Linked DNA regions of Rattus norvegicus: region 2 is linked to region 1. Evidence: chromatin contacts called from public Hi-C data. All regions are on one chromosome and are shown on one strand. The core of a region is the stretch at or near the end of the contact, and the rest is flanking DNA. Distances in the headings are between cores, read along the strand shown. Region 1 has its middle 4.0 kb from the start of Cxcl6. Region 2 has its middle 17 kb from the start of Rassf6.

Evidence for each region. Hi-C and Micro-C count contacts between places; a contact is called where the count stands out from the background.
Region 2: a Hi-C map of the Rat2 cell line shows a contact between it and region 1, with 6 times the contacts expected there. The contact joins two enhancer-like sites. A contact is called at or near these places in 2 of 12 Hi-C or Micro-C datasets (the A7r5 cell line and the Rat2 cell line).

Annotation. Positions count from the first base shown.
Region 1 is chr14:17,597,438-17,603,371 of GRCr8, forward strand. No RefSeq gene overlaps it. Among named protein-coding and RNA genes, the nearest start is that of Cxcl6, 4.0 kb to the left of the region's middle. Within about 2 kb of position 3,669, at least 2 of the 93 cell types and tissues checked have an H3K27ac peak or open chromatin away from gene starts, as enhancers often do.
Region 2 is chr14:17,697,647-17,703,580 of GRCr8, forward strand. No RefSeq gene overlaps it. Among named protein-coding and RNA genes, the nearest start is that of Rassf6, 17 kb to the right of the region's middle. Within about 2 kb of position 2,220, at least 4 of the 93 cell types and tissues checked have an H3K27ac peak or open chromatin away from gene starts, as enhancers often do.

The DNA.
Region 1 (5,934 bases), core at 2,419-4,918:
AGTAAGGTGCTCGGAGAATGAAGCAGTACCAGGGGTTCCTTGCTCTACTTTCTAAGGTGGCTCCTTTGCCCGATGGGAATCTGAAAGTTTGCAGAAGCTGGAGGAGGTCCGGTGCAGCAGCTGAGGGACTCTTCTGCGGGACTTATCTGTGAGCTTGGTGCATGAGTTTGATTCAATTTGCCAGCAGGGTAGCATCCATTCTCACTCCCTCCTAGCAACTTCTTAGAGTACGGAAGGAAGGATGCTTTCCCCAGAGCCTCCAGGGAAATTTCAGCTCATGAGTGGAAGTTAGGGGTGCTGGAGAGCCTAGAGCGACCACCTGATGATGAAAGATGAGAGACTTCCTGTAACTAAAGGCCTTCACACCTAGGCGGTCACGGTTATAAGATTAAGAGGTGCACAGTGCACCGGCTTTATTATACAGATTTAACAGATCTCCTCTGGATGGTTCTCAAGACCTTTGGCCATACAGGAGGCTGGCAGAGGAAGTCTGTAAACATGGTAGCTTTGTGAGTATAGTCTTGGAAGGAAATTGTTTTTCTTGTTTCCCTGTAACCATGGGAACCACCGTCAACTCCACTCACCTCTTTTGGAATAAGAACACCTCCATTGCTGAGCAGGAAGTGGTGTTAGACTTTGGAACTTACATTCTGGAAGGAAACTTAAGTCTAGTTGAAGGAAGTTGGGAGGTTTGGTGATCGTTATTGTCAGGAGCTAATGGGAAGTTCTGCATCCACTTGCTTCCTGATACCATCAGCATCATACCTGACTCAACGAACGTAATCCTTCATCCTTCTGGGGAGTGGCACTCTGCAACGAGCAGCCCGTAGATTTATTAAATTGGCCACTTAGAGATTAGGATATATCAAAAGATAAGTTTGATTTCAAAATTTTTAAAAAGCGTCTATGAAAGACATTGAGCAATTAATCTCAACCACAGAGGACGAGCCACGGTTATTCAATATGGGTGAAAAACCTTGGAATGGCTTCCAGCATCAAACCGCATTCATACCCCACACTGATTCTTTCAGACAAATGAGAGAAACTGTGTTCAGTCTTAATTAGTTACAGAAATTAAGGCCAGTAAAAAAAAAAAAAAGAATTAAATGCAGAGTTGGAAGTTGAGCCGCTTAGCCAATCTGTTACCAGAATGCTTTAATGGTTTCCAGATTCCAAACTACATTTTTTTTAAATAGTTGTTGGCACACATCCCCCAGGGGCTATAATCTGGTTAATCATGGCATTGCACTGCCAAATGGTGCATTTAAAACTGTTGGATTCCTCAGTCTATGTATGTATGTTGCTAAAGGGCTCAATAATATCAAAGGTCCCAAAGACTTCCAAGTATCCTCAAACACTCCCCCTTTTAAGGTCAGCCAAATACGCTTTCCTGACAAAGCCATCTGAGCATCCCCCTGTCATCTGTGGTCATCGAACACCTACTATTCTGACTGTAACTGCTTCATGAAACAGTTTCTAATCTCCCATCAATGCAGCTTCTGCCTTCCTTAAGTCCACTGCGTGTTCTCCAATGAAGAATGATGCTTTCTTTCTTTTTTTTCTTTTTTCTTTTTTTCTTTTTCCAGAGCTGAGGGATGCTTTCTATTCCTCCAATAACCTGCTGTATTTCAAGTTCATTGCTGAGGGGTCTATGAGAAGCCGGTGGTGTGGAATGAGGGTTGCCTTTTCCCTTGCAGTGTTCTGAACTCACCGTAGACTTTAAAAGTAAAGAGAAAAGGACAGGATAGTCGTGTGTTCTTAATCCCTCTACTTTTACAACTCCGTTACTTCTGTTTGGCTTACTGTCATATTGGCAATCATTTCTCTCTTATTCCTAAAGAACATTCAGATGATAATGTTCATTCTTTATAGTCTGCACTATTCAGCCCAGGCTACTGAGAACCCAGAAAAAAACCCTTGATACTAAAGAAACAAAAATTATATTGACCATGTTACCTGCTTTCTGCGACTGTTGCTGGAGGAAAACAATGGTGAAAATCTGATTGAGTGACACTGGGCTGATTGTCAGTAGGGTTACTCTAAAATGCTCTCTCCCAGCAATCAGTGTGACTGATTGAATTATGTGACTGAAGATGTGTTATAGTCCCTTTTGAGTATTTTGCTAAATTTCCATTTTCCCTTCTACTTACTAATCTTTAAGTGGTGTTTAAGAAATTCTATGCTAGTATAGTAATTAAGGATGCCCATATATCGATATAAGGAAGGAAGGAAGGAAGGAAGGAAGGAAAGAAGGAGAGAAGGAAAGAAGGAAGGAAGGAAGGAAGGAAGGAAGGAAGGAAGGAAGGAAGGAAGGAAGCAAGCAAGCAGCTGTGGAAAGGTCACTCCCTCCCTCATAGGCAGAAGGAAAAAGCCAATGACTCTTGGGTTAACTTTGTAATGTCAAGAAATCTGTTTTCCTCCCTCCATATTGGGTTTAACCACCCAATGAAGAGTCAGTAGCTTTGGGGGAATAGGTTTGCTTCAAATTTTCTTCCCATTAAGGTAATGTCAAGAATATTTTCCTCATCATCATCATCATGCTCATCCCCCTCCTCCTCCTCCTCATCTTCCTCCTGTTTTTCCTCCTCTTCCTCTTCCTCCTCTTCCTCCTGCTCTCCTTGATTCCTTTGTCCATTATCCATTATTTCCTTGCCATCCCCTTCTGATTGATTCTACTTGAGAAAGGAGTAAATCAATGAACCTAGACCGAGCCCACATAGATGGAGGTTTGCAGTAACCATAGTTGGTCAGATCCTTGCCCGTTTCTGGGTAGATGGGCTCACTAGCACACTGCTCCTTTTTGTAGAGACATCTAAGCCTAAAACCTTTCAGTGAACAATACCAGGTGATAAATATGGGGGAGGGGCAAAGGCAGGGATTAAAATTTTAAATACTTCTGAAAGCGTTGGCCTCTCAAGAGGAAGAATTTATAGCTTTCTTCAGAAATCCTGTTTGTGGCAAGCAAAAAATAAATATATAAGTAAAAGAGATGAGGGGCAATGAACATTCCGTGCTATCACAGAGGACCCAAGTTCAGTTCCTAGAACCCTTATCAAGCAGCTCAGGACTTCCCGTCACTCCAGTTCTAGGAGACCCAATGTCTTCTGGCCTCCAGGGACTTATATATACTGGGTACATATACATACATATGGAATAATTTTTTTAAAAGTCTTAATGAGTTTTGAGAAAGAACTTTCTTAATGCTGTAAAAGTCCTTCATGAGGAAGTTAGACTGCTAACACTGTGCTTAGTAATGGCTGCTGGCTGCATGGTTTCTGATCACCACTGCCATGACTCCTCAGCCTCTTGACTAAGAGGAGCAAGTGCAGTGCCTGACCACCACTACCTTCACACCAAGGTTTTCCTTTTCTTTTCCTTTTGGCAGAGCGTGCACCTCTGCAGAGCCTCACAGTGTAAACCAATACATGTCTCCCATGTAATACACTGTATTAAATGCTGGTCTCCCAGGAGGGACTGAGGTAGATCTCTTTTTATATTATTCATGTTATGTATATTTGTGTATACACACAACCCATGCATTTTTTCTACACAGGTCTGCTTTCCTTACTACTGAAAAAGAAATTATCAGCTTGGACTTGATAGTGTCCAAGACAGTGAGTGTATGCCTTAAACATGTTTTATGAGTGAGTCATGACCACTAATCTTTTCTTAATCTGGCTATGAATTCATGGTGAATAACTACTTTCATGCACATTCAAGTATTATTTTTACAGGAACCTGGAATTAGGAAATTGCTCTCACTGACATAAAATGTGTTGCAATGCCCAGTCCAAACTCACAAAATCCTAGAAATTCTAGCTAATGTCAAATTATGAATACCTTGTTAGCCACTGGGACTTCAGGGAATGCTTCTCTCTAAAGAATAAATTGACTAACTGGCTTCAGCATTTGACTTTGAGTCATTTGGCTTCCAAAAAGTTCGCTGTTAGTAAATTAGACTTTTAAGTCATCTGCTTTGGAACAGCATGTACTTTGGGGAGAAAGTTTTTATTTGTGGCTTAATTAAAATTTGAGAGTAGACCTACAAATGCTATGACGAGGTGTTCTATCATAGAAAAGAGAAATATGGTAGTCGTTGGTGTACTAGAATAAGCCAGAAAGGCTGGCATCTGTCACAGTCTGGCTATACAAAATAGCTCCTAGTAATGATATATAAATAAATAGATAGGTAAACGAGAGTTTTATGTTAAAGTGTATAGTCAGGTTTCTATGGTAATTTAAAAATAAAATAACTATTCAAATTGAGGTTCTATGTAGAAAAGAGTCTGCTTTCAGCCATGAAGGCTTACTTGTGTTTTATATTATGTATATCATGTATATATTTGTGCCTAGTATGTGTTTATGGGCATGGTCTGTGTATTTCCTCTATAGTCACAAGTCTGCTTTCCTTACCACTGGAAAAACTAGCAAAGACCATGTGCTCAATAGCCTCTTGCCACATTCTAGTCGTGTCTTTGATTTTCTGCATAATCTTGAGCAATTTATCACCTCAATAAATGAAACTATTAATATTCGCCCTGGCCCCTATAAAGCTACTGGGAGGAATGGGTGGGACAACTATGAATACTCTTAAAATAATTGTATAGTGCATTTAAATTAAGGTTAAATTTTATATAAGGAAATGCACATGTCTTCAGGGGACCGTGTGATAGGTTTTAAAACGTCAGCAATTACTCAAGGCAGAACATGTTCATTCTCCAGTAACATAAGTGCTACTTTCACGAGCTCTCTCTTCTGAAGAAGAAGCCACTGCCATTCCTAGCTTCCATGGGGTCTTTCGTGTAGGGCTCCTTTTGTTTAACTTAATTTCTTGAGATTCATCGGTGTCATCCTGAATATTTGGAACATATTTCTTTTTTTTCTATTGAATACTCAATGAATAATTCAGTGAAGTATTGAATTATACAAATGTGTGGATATTTATTTATTATTTGTTTATTTTTATTTGTTTATCCATCTATGTGTGTAGAGTTGAATAATTTCCCCCTCAGAGTTAGAAAGTTGGCTATTTTTGAGCGAGTAAGAGGGCTCCGTGGGTAAAGGTGTCTGTGGCCAAAACTGACAACCTGAATTCAAGCCCCAGGACCCACATGATAGAGAAGTTTTTCTCTTGCTTTCACAAGTGTGTGGGCTATGCTCATGATCATAAAATTTCTTAGTTTTGTGGTAGGAGAAATATCAGCCTAAAGTTATTGTCACTCTTTGTTGTGAGATGGGATATGTATTCTTTGTGTTTGTTAACATGTGAATAGTCTCTGTAGATCAATAGAGCTTCACAGAAATGCTACCGTATAATCTGAGAGAGGAGCCACAGTTCACATCTCCGTGTTTTAGAAAATGTCCTTTTGGAATCCACGTACTGGGCTCTAAGAGGTTCAAATCCTGCACAGAGCCCACATGGACAAAGCACCAGAGTGCTCCAGCTAAAAGCTCAAGTTGAACTCCCAGCGTCTTTATTCTAAGTAGATCCAGTTTCACACGACTGTAACACAAGCCATACGAAGCAGACGACCAATCACGTGAGTCTCTTCTCCAAGAAGCCCAGACAAACACTAGTGCTGCGGGTTATTCCGATAAATCTGGTGTCCTGAACTACTGAGCTTAGAGATAGATGTCCACACACTGCATTTTATTTTATTGATACATATATAGAGTAGTCAAACTGGTAAAGCACAGAGTATGCATGCATTTAATTAGGATGTGTATATGTTTAATGGAGTAGAGCTCTAAGAGGTTTATAAAGTAGCCTGGTTTACCATTGCTCCTGTAAAAACTGTCGTAGCTGGTGACTAGTGGTAATTGACCGGCTTTTAGTTGGTTCTTTGTGATCACTGGTGATGTTCCACATGTGTTCATATGAGTACACTGTCGCCATCTTCAGACACACCAGAAGAGCGCATCGGATCCCATTAC
Region 2 (5,934 bases), core at 970-3,469, 99 kb after region 1:
CAAGTTAGAGCCCTGGGTCTATATGGTGAAAGGAGAGAGTTGTCCTCGGACCTCCACAGGCCCAGGACTTGCACACACCCCTTCACAGCCCACACAAAAATATTTAAAAGAAGATATTAGAGTATTATAGACAAACAGAAACTGGGTTTTCATACGCTTCATGAACAATTCTATTATATCACTTAACATGATAGCTAATTTACATATTTGAATATGTATTTAGTTCTATACTTAGGGAAGAGGCCACTTACCAAGTACTTATCAAAATTCTTGTTACCCTGTTTACTGACTAAAGTACATTGGAAGTTAAGGAGAGATATTGTTTAATTTAATAAAGGTAACCTGGAAGAAATTGGTTATTTTTAAACTAGGATTTTTTTTCCTAGATGTTTATTTGAGGGGAAAAAATGTTTTGTTCTCCAATTACTTTAGCTGAGTCAAGTTGAAATCAATAGCAGACAAGTGGTCAAGGCTCTCCGGAAGGATCACACCTGAGACTGAATTCACCCTGTGTGAATTGTCATTGCAGGAAGAGCAATTAAGAACACCGCGGGTCAGGGTGGGGGTGGCAGGAAGGGCATTGGTGCTGGAGTGCTTCTCAGGAGTGCAGGGAATAGAGGGAAGCTTAGGGAGCAGGATTGTTCCGGATTGGATGTTGTCAGGACAGTGTGCTTGTGTTAATGGCTCTCTCCACTCTTACCTGAATAAAGAAAGATGAAAGAATGACCTCGGAGTCAAAGACGAGCCTCCGCACAGCCTAATCTGGAGGGAGGTGGACTCGTCTCTGTAGCCGAGCTTCGTGGGTTCAGACTCATCTGTGGGTCCTTGCTTTGTCACGATTCATCACGGCTTTGTCTGATATGAGTGTTTATGAAACTGTTTCAGAGGGGAGCACGAGAAGCAGCTATCTCTTTCTCAAAAATCACATCTTTAAAGTGTCCAAACACGTAAAGCAAATTTATTCACTAGGCAAAGAAAGGGTCTCTAAAGCCTAAAACGGTATTTAGAAATAAACGAGTAAATAGAGAACTGTCAACAGCTGTTTTCAATGTGCCAGTTGATAAAATTTCTCAATGTCTTCATTTAAATTTGGATAAAATTTTGGATGTTTCTCAACAGAGGTTTTAAAAATTAAGATAACCATTTTTTTTCCTGCTTTTTAAAAAGCTTACAAATGTCACTCAGGCATGTTGGTAGATACCTGTGATGAGATATCTGCCATGAGACTCAGAAAGAGATCCCTATAGGTTCAGAGCCAGCCTGAGCTCAACAGACTAACTGTAAATTTTCTATTTTTTTTTTCATATACTGAATCCGAAATGCTCACAGAGTCTGGGTATGTGGGAGCATGTGTTTTGAATTACGCCACGGCAAATCTCCATGGCCCTTTCCAAAGGCGACTACAGAAGCCGAGCAGAGCGCCCACACCTGTGGTCCCCCGGCACCTGTGTCCCGTGGAGACAATTCAGAGTCAACCCATTTCCGAGAGAATTCTTCTTGGATGAAACTAGGAATGAGTGCTCGCACCAAATCAGTGGTGAGGTTGAATCGAGGTTGGGTTCACTTGAGCTATCAAGCACTGTGCTTAGAAGGGGCAGGATTATCCCCTGGCTGCATTCGTGAAATTTAGCCCTTCCACCAGTCTCGTTTGCTTTCTTCAGGAGCCAAGCCATGAAATATGGGCAGTAACATTTTCATGTCCTCTAGATCTCTGAGCCTGGTATTAACTGTCACTACCCATCCGTCAGGGATGCTGTGTGCTTCGGTATGGTATTTGAGCGGAGGTAGGTAGCTGGCGAGGATGTATTTGTGCATCCGCTGAATGCCTCCACTAGTACAGCTATTACTCGATGCCAGAGAATGATGCTTGTGACAGCAGCGCTCGAATGCATGTATTCCAGTTATAAATCTGGAAAGAGAGAAATGACTTCGAGGAGGGTCAGTTCGTGGGTTCACCAACTCAGGAAAAGTACCAAGACTTCCCACGGGAGATGTTCATCTGGCAAGGATTTCAGTCCCACACTGGCGTTCCTACTTTCCTGACTGCCTTTATGAACGTCAGAGAAGCTGAAGGGTAATTAACACATGACAAACATCATCAAAACTGTGACTAGCATTTGACAATTTTTGACAAATAGTCACTAGAAATGGCAGTCTGTGCCATTCATCCACAGAATTCTCTGGTGCTCTGCCCAGTTTCTTTGACAAACAGTCACTAGAAATGCAGTTTGTGTCATTCTTCCCCAGAGTTCTCCAGTTCTGGTCAGTCCCCCACGCTAGCCCCAGCCTCTAGGGTTTTTCTAAATCCCGTTACTACAGTTTTACGAATCTAAGAATTCTTCGTAATTGAAATCACCTATCATCGATCATCCCCTGGCTGGCTTCCCGAGCACAGAGTGACGTTTTGAAATTCATTCACGTCGACGCGTGAATGAGTCGTCTCTCAGAGCGCTCCGCAGCATTCCTCCGCATCGCCAGACACTACAGTTTCCTCGGGTCTGCAGAGATCTCTGCGCGTCTGAATTGCTTCCATCTGGGCTTGTGTATGAATGGAAGCTGCTGAGAGTGTTTTCGCTAAAGTGCGTAAATGAGTTTGCATTTCCCTTTTTACAAGAAGAAAACTCAGCAGATTGGAATCTGAAATCCTCCTAGAGTGGAAGATCCTGGGACCCTTGAGGCCAAAGAGCTACTATTTCCAATTATTTATTTATTTATTTATTTATTTATTTATTTATTCATTCATTCATTCATTCATTTATTCATTCGTTGTTTGTTTGTCTGGTTTTTTTTTTTTTTGGTTTGTTTGTTTTTTTCCCCTAACAGGGTTTCTCTGTGTAGCCCTGGCTGTCCTGGAACTCATTCTATAGATCAAGCAGGCCTCAGATTCACAGAGATCCTCCTGCCTCTGCCTCCTGTGCCAAGTGCTGGGACTAAAAGGCCACTACCACCTCTCTTAGAGCTGCTCTTTCTGAGCTCCCCAAAAAGGTCATATTTGGGTAAGTAGGTATGTGACTTGTTCCATAGGGTTCCTATTTATACTATGGGGTAATTTAATTATTACCACTTCCCCTTCAGTGTCCACAGTGTGGAGGAAGATGGAGCCACCTATGGCTGTAGCTTGAGAAGCCCTGAAATGATGTGTTATTTCTCTTGCCCAAAACAAGTTCTCTCCTACCATCCTCTTCTCTCTTCCTTTCTTCTAGTTATCATGGGGCAGTCAGCCATCTTGGTCCCTGAGTCTTGGAGGTCTTGCCAAGCCTAGGCACTCCATGTCTAGAACTCTACCTACCTAACACCTCTGCCTTGCTGTCAGGGAACCCTCTGGGGTTCTGTCAGAGAAGGAGGTTCAGCTGCTCCAGGATTCACTGACTTTGTTGTTCCAGTGTACACAGACGTCCTCTCTCATCTCTTAACACACCCCCGAAGCTCTGCTCTCTTTCCCCACCCTCCCACCTGATTCTTCTCAATACATTTACCTTTAGGGAAGCAGAAGTCAGATGACTGTACTGCTAATGACTTCTTTCTAGATTTCCTAGGACAAAGGAGCCCAAGAAAGAGGAACCTAAGACCGGGAAATCTTTGAGGAAGCTAAGCCTCTCGATGAGTTACACCATTGTCTTTGCACCTGGGAGAGTACTTATCATGGCCAGTTCAGACTAGCTGTCTAGGAAGACTGGAAGGAAGGGAGTGGGGCCGGGGGAGCTTGGCAGGGGGAAAGAGGAATGGCGGATCCTTGGCTGAATTCTCAGGGTGAGGCCATAACTGACAAAACTCCTCCAAACATTCATAAAATCCCCGAATGCTAATAGGTTCAAATCACACTTGCCGCCAACCTGACTGTGACCTTTGACATCTAGCAGCCCACCTGACTGTGACCTTTGACATCTAGCTGCCAACCTATGACCTTTGACATCTAATTGACTCTCCACATTTTCTAAAGTAGCCACAGTCCCACTGAACAGTGAAGGAGCCTCAGGGGTAAGATGACACCGCCTCAGAGGGGACTGAGTTGTCTGTCTCCACTAAGCTCTCAGTGTCCTAGGTTTCTTTTATGATTTCTCTCTTCCGTATTGTTCCTTACGCCTGCCTCTGCTTCCCCGATCTCCGGTGTACCCGGGTGTGCAATCAATCTGATCTTTCACCCCTCCTTTATGTGTCACAAGACAAGCTGTGCAGCGAGACCTTTCTAGGGAACAACCACACTGATTTCCACAGGGGCTTTCCAGTTCGCACCACCCTCCAACCATGGATGAGTGTCTCCCTTTTGTCCCCCTTTCCCTACCTCCTCACCAGCTTGAGCGGCCAATTGTTTTACTGCTCTTGGCCATTCTGACTGGGGTTGAGATGAAATCTCAGAGTAGTTTCAGTTTGTATGTCTCTGCTAGCTCAGGCTGCTTCTTCTGCGTTTATGTTTCATCGTTTGTATTTATGTATTTGTATATATGTATTCTAATACTAGTATATATAATCTATTAGTATATATACTAATCTTCTATATAGATATAAAATCTAATACTAATCTAATATAAATCAAATATATATATATATATATTCCAATACTAATCTTCTATCAGACATGTAGCTGATAATGGTCTTTTCCCACTCTGGAGGCTGCCACTGTGCTCAAATGATGACACCCTCTGCAGTACAGAAGCTTCGAAGCCTCCTGAGGCCCTATTTATCAACCGTTGGACTTGGTGTCTGCGCTCCCAGTGTTCCATTCAGAAAGCCCTTTCCTGTGCCATTGAGTTCAACCTATTTCCCACTTCCTTATAAAACAGAGGAATTTGATCGTAAGTTGAGGTCCTTGATCCACTTGGATCTGGGTTTTGCACAGATAGATATGGCTCAAACTTCATTCTTCTACGTGGAGACATCCGGTTTGAAAAGCACCGTCAGGGGACGGTCCTGTCTTGGGTCCAGCGTGTAGTTTTGGCCTCTTTATCCAAAAGCAGGTGCAATTATTTCTGGGTCTTTGCTTCAGCTTCATGGAGAAATGTATCTGTTAACCCTATGTTGCTGTGCCCCCGATAGCTCTGTAGTACGACTTGAATCTCTGATGGACAGAGCTCCAGAAGTTCTCTCACTATGCAGCATCTGTTTTTAGATATCCTGACATTTGTGTTTCCATATGAAGCTGAAAATCGGGGTTTTTTAGTTGTTGTTGCTGTTGTTTCTTTTCTGTTTTTAATTTTAATTTTTATTTTTTTCAATTTCTGTGAAGAATGGTGCCGGAATTGCGGTAAGGATTCCAAGGGATACGTAGATTGCTTTTGATAGGATGGCCATTTTTACAGTACTGAACCTACAGATCTCCATGGAGAACCTCTTCACCTTCTGGTATCCCTCAGTGTCTTCAGTGTCATAAAGCCTTTAGTACACAAGTCTTTCGCCAGCAGTCGAGCGATCGGTGGTAGCACCACAGCATGTCTCTGCAGCCTCGTGTGGGTCTCTTACCCCAGGACCTCAGCTGTGCTGTAAGACAGTCAGCTGGGGGGCTGGGGATTTAGCTCAGTGGTAGAGCGCTTACCTAGGAAGCGCAAGGCCCTGGGTTCGGTCCCCAGCTCCGAAAAAAAAAAAAAGAACCAAAAAAAAAAAAAAAAAAAAAAAAGACAGTCAGCTGGACCAAGTTCCTTTCCCTTCTAAGAGGGCACAGTTCTCAGGCAGTCAAAATACCGAAGGAGCCTTCCAAAGAAAAAGAAGAAGAGAAATTTGGTTTGTCACTAGAGGGAGCTACAGTCTAAGCCCTAAAATGTGGCTGCCCCGGGCTGCAGTAAAAAAGCAGTCTGTCCCCCACGTTGCTGTTCTAGTGAATTGTATCATGCTACTTTGTATCATATGGTATGAACTCATATGGTCATGCTTGAATATCCTTAGATAAATATTTTTATTAACTATTCTATTTTAATATGTCTATATATTTAATAATGATGC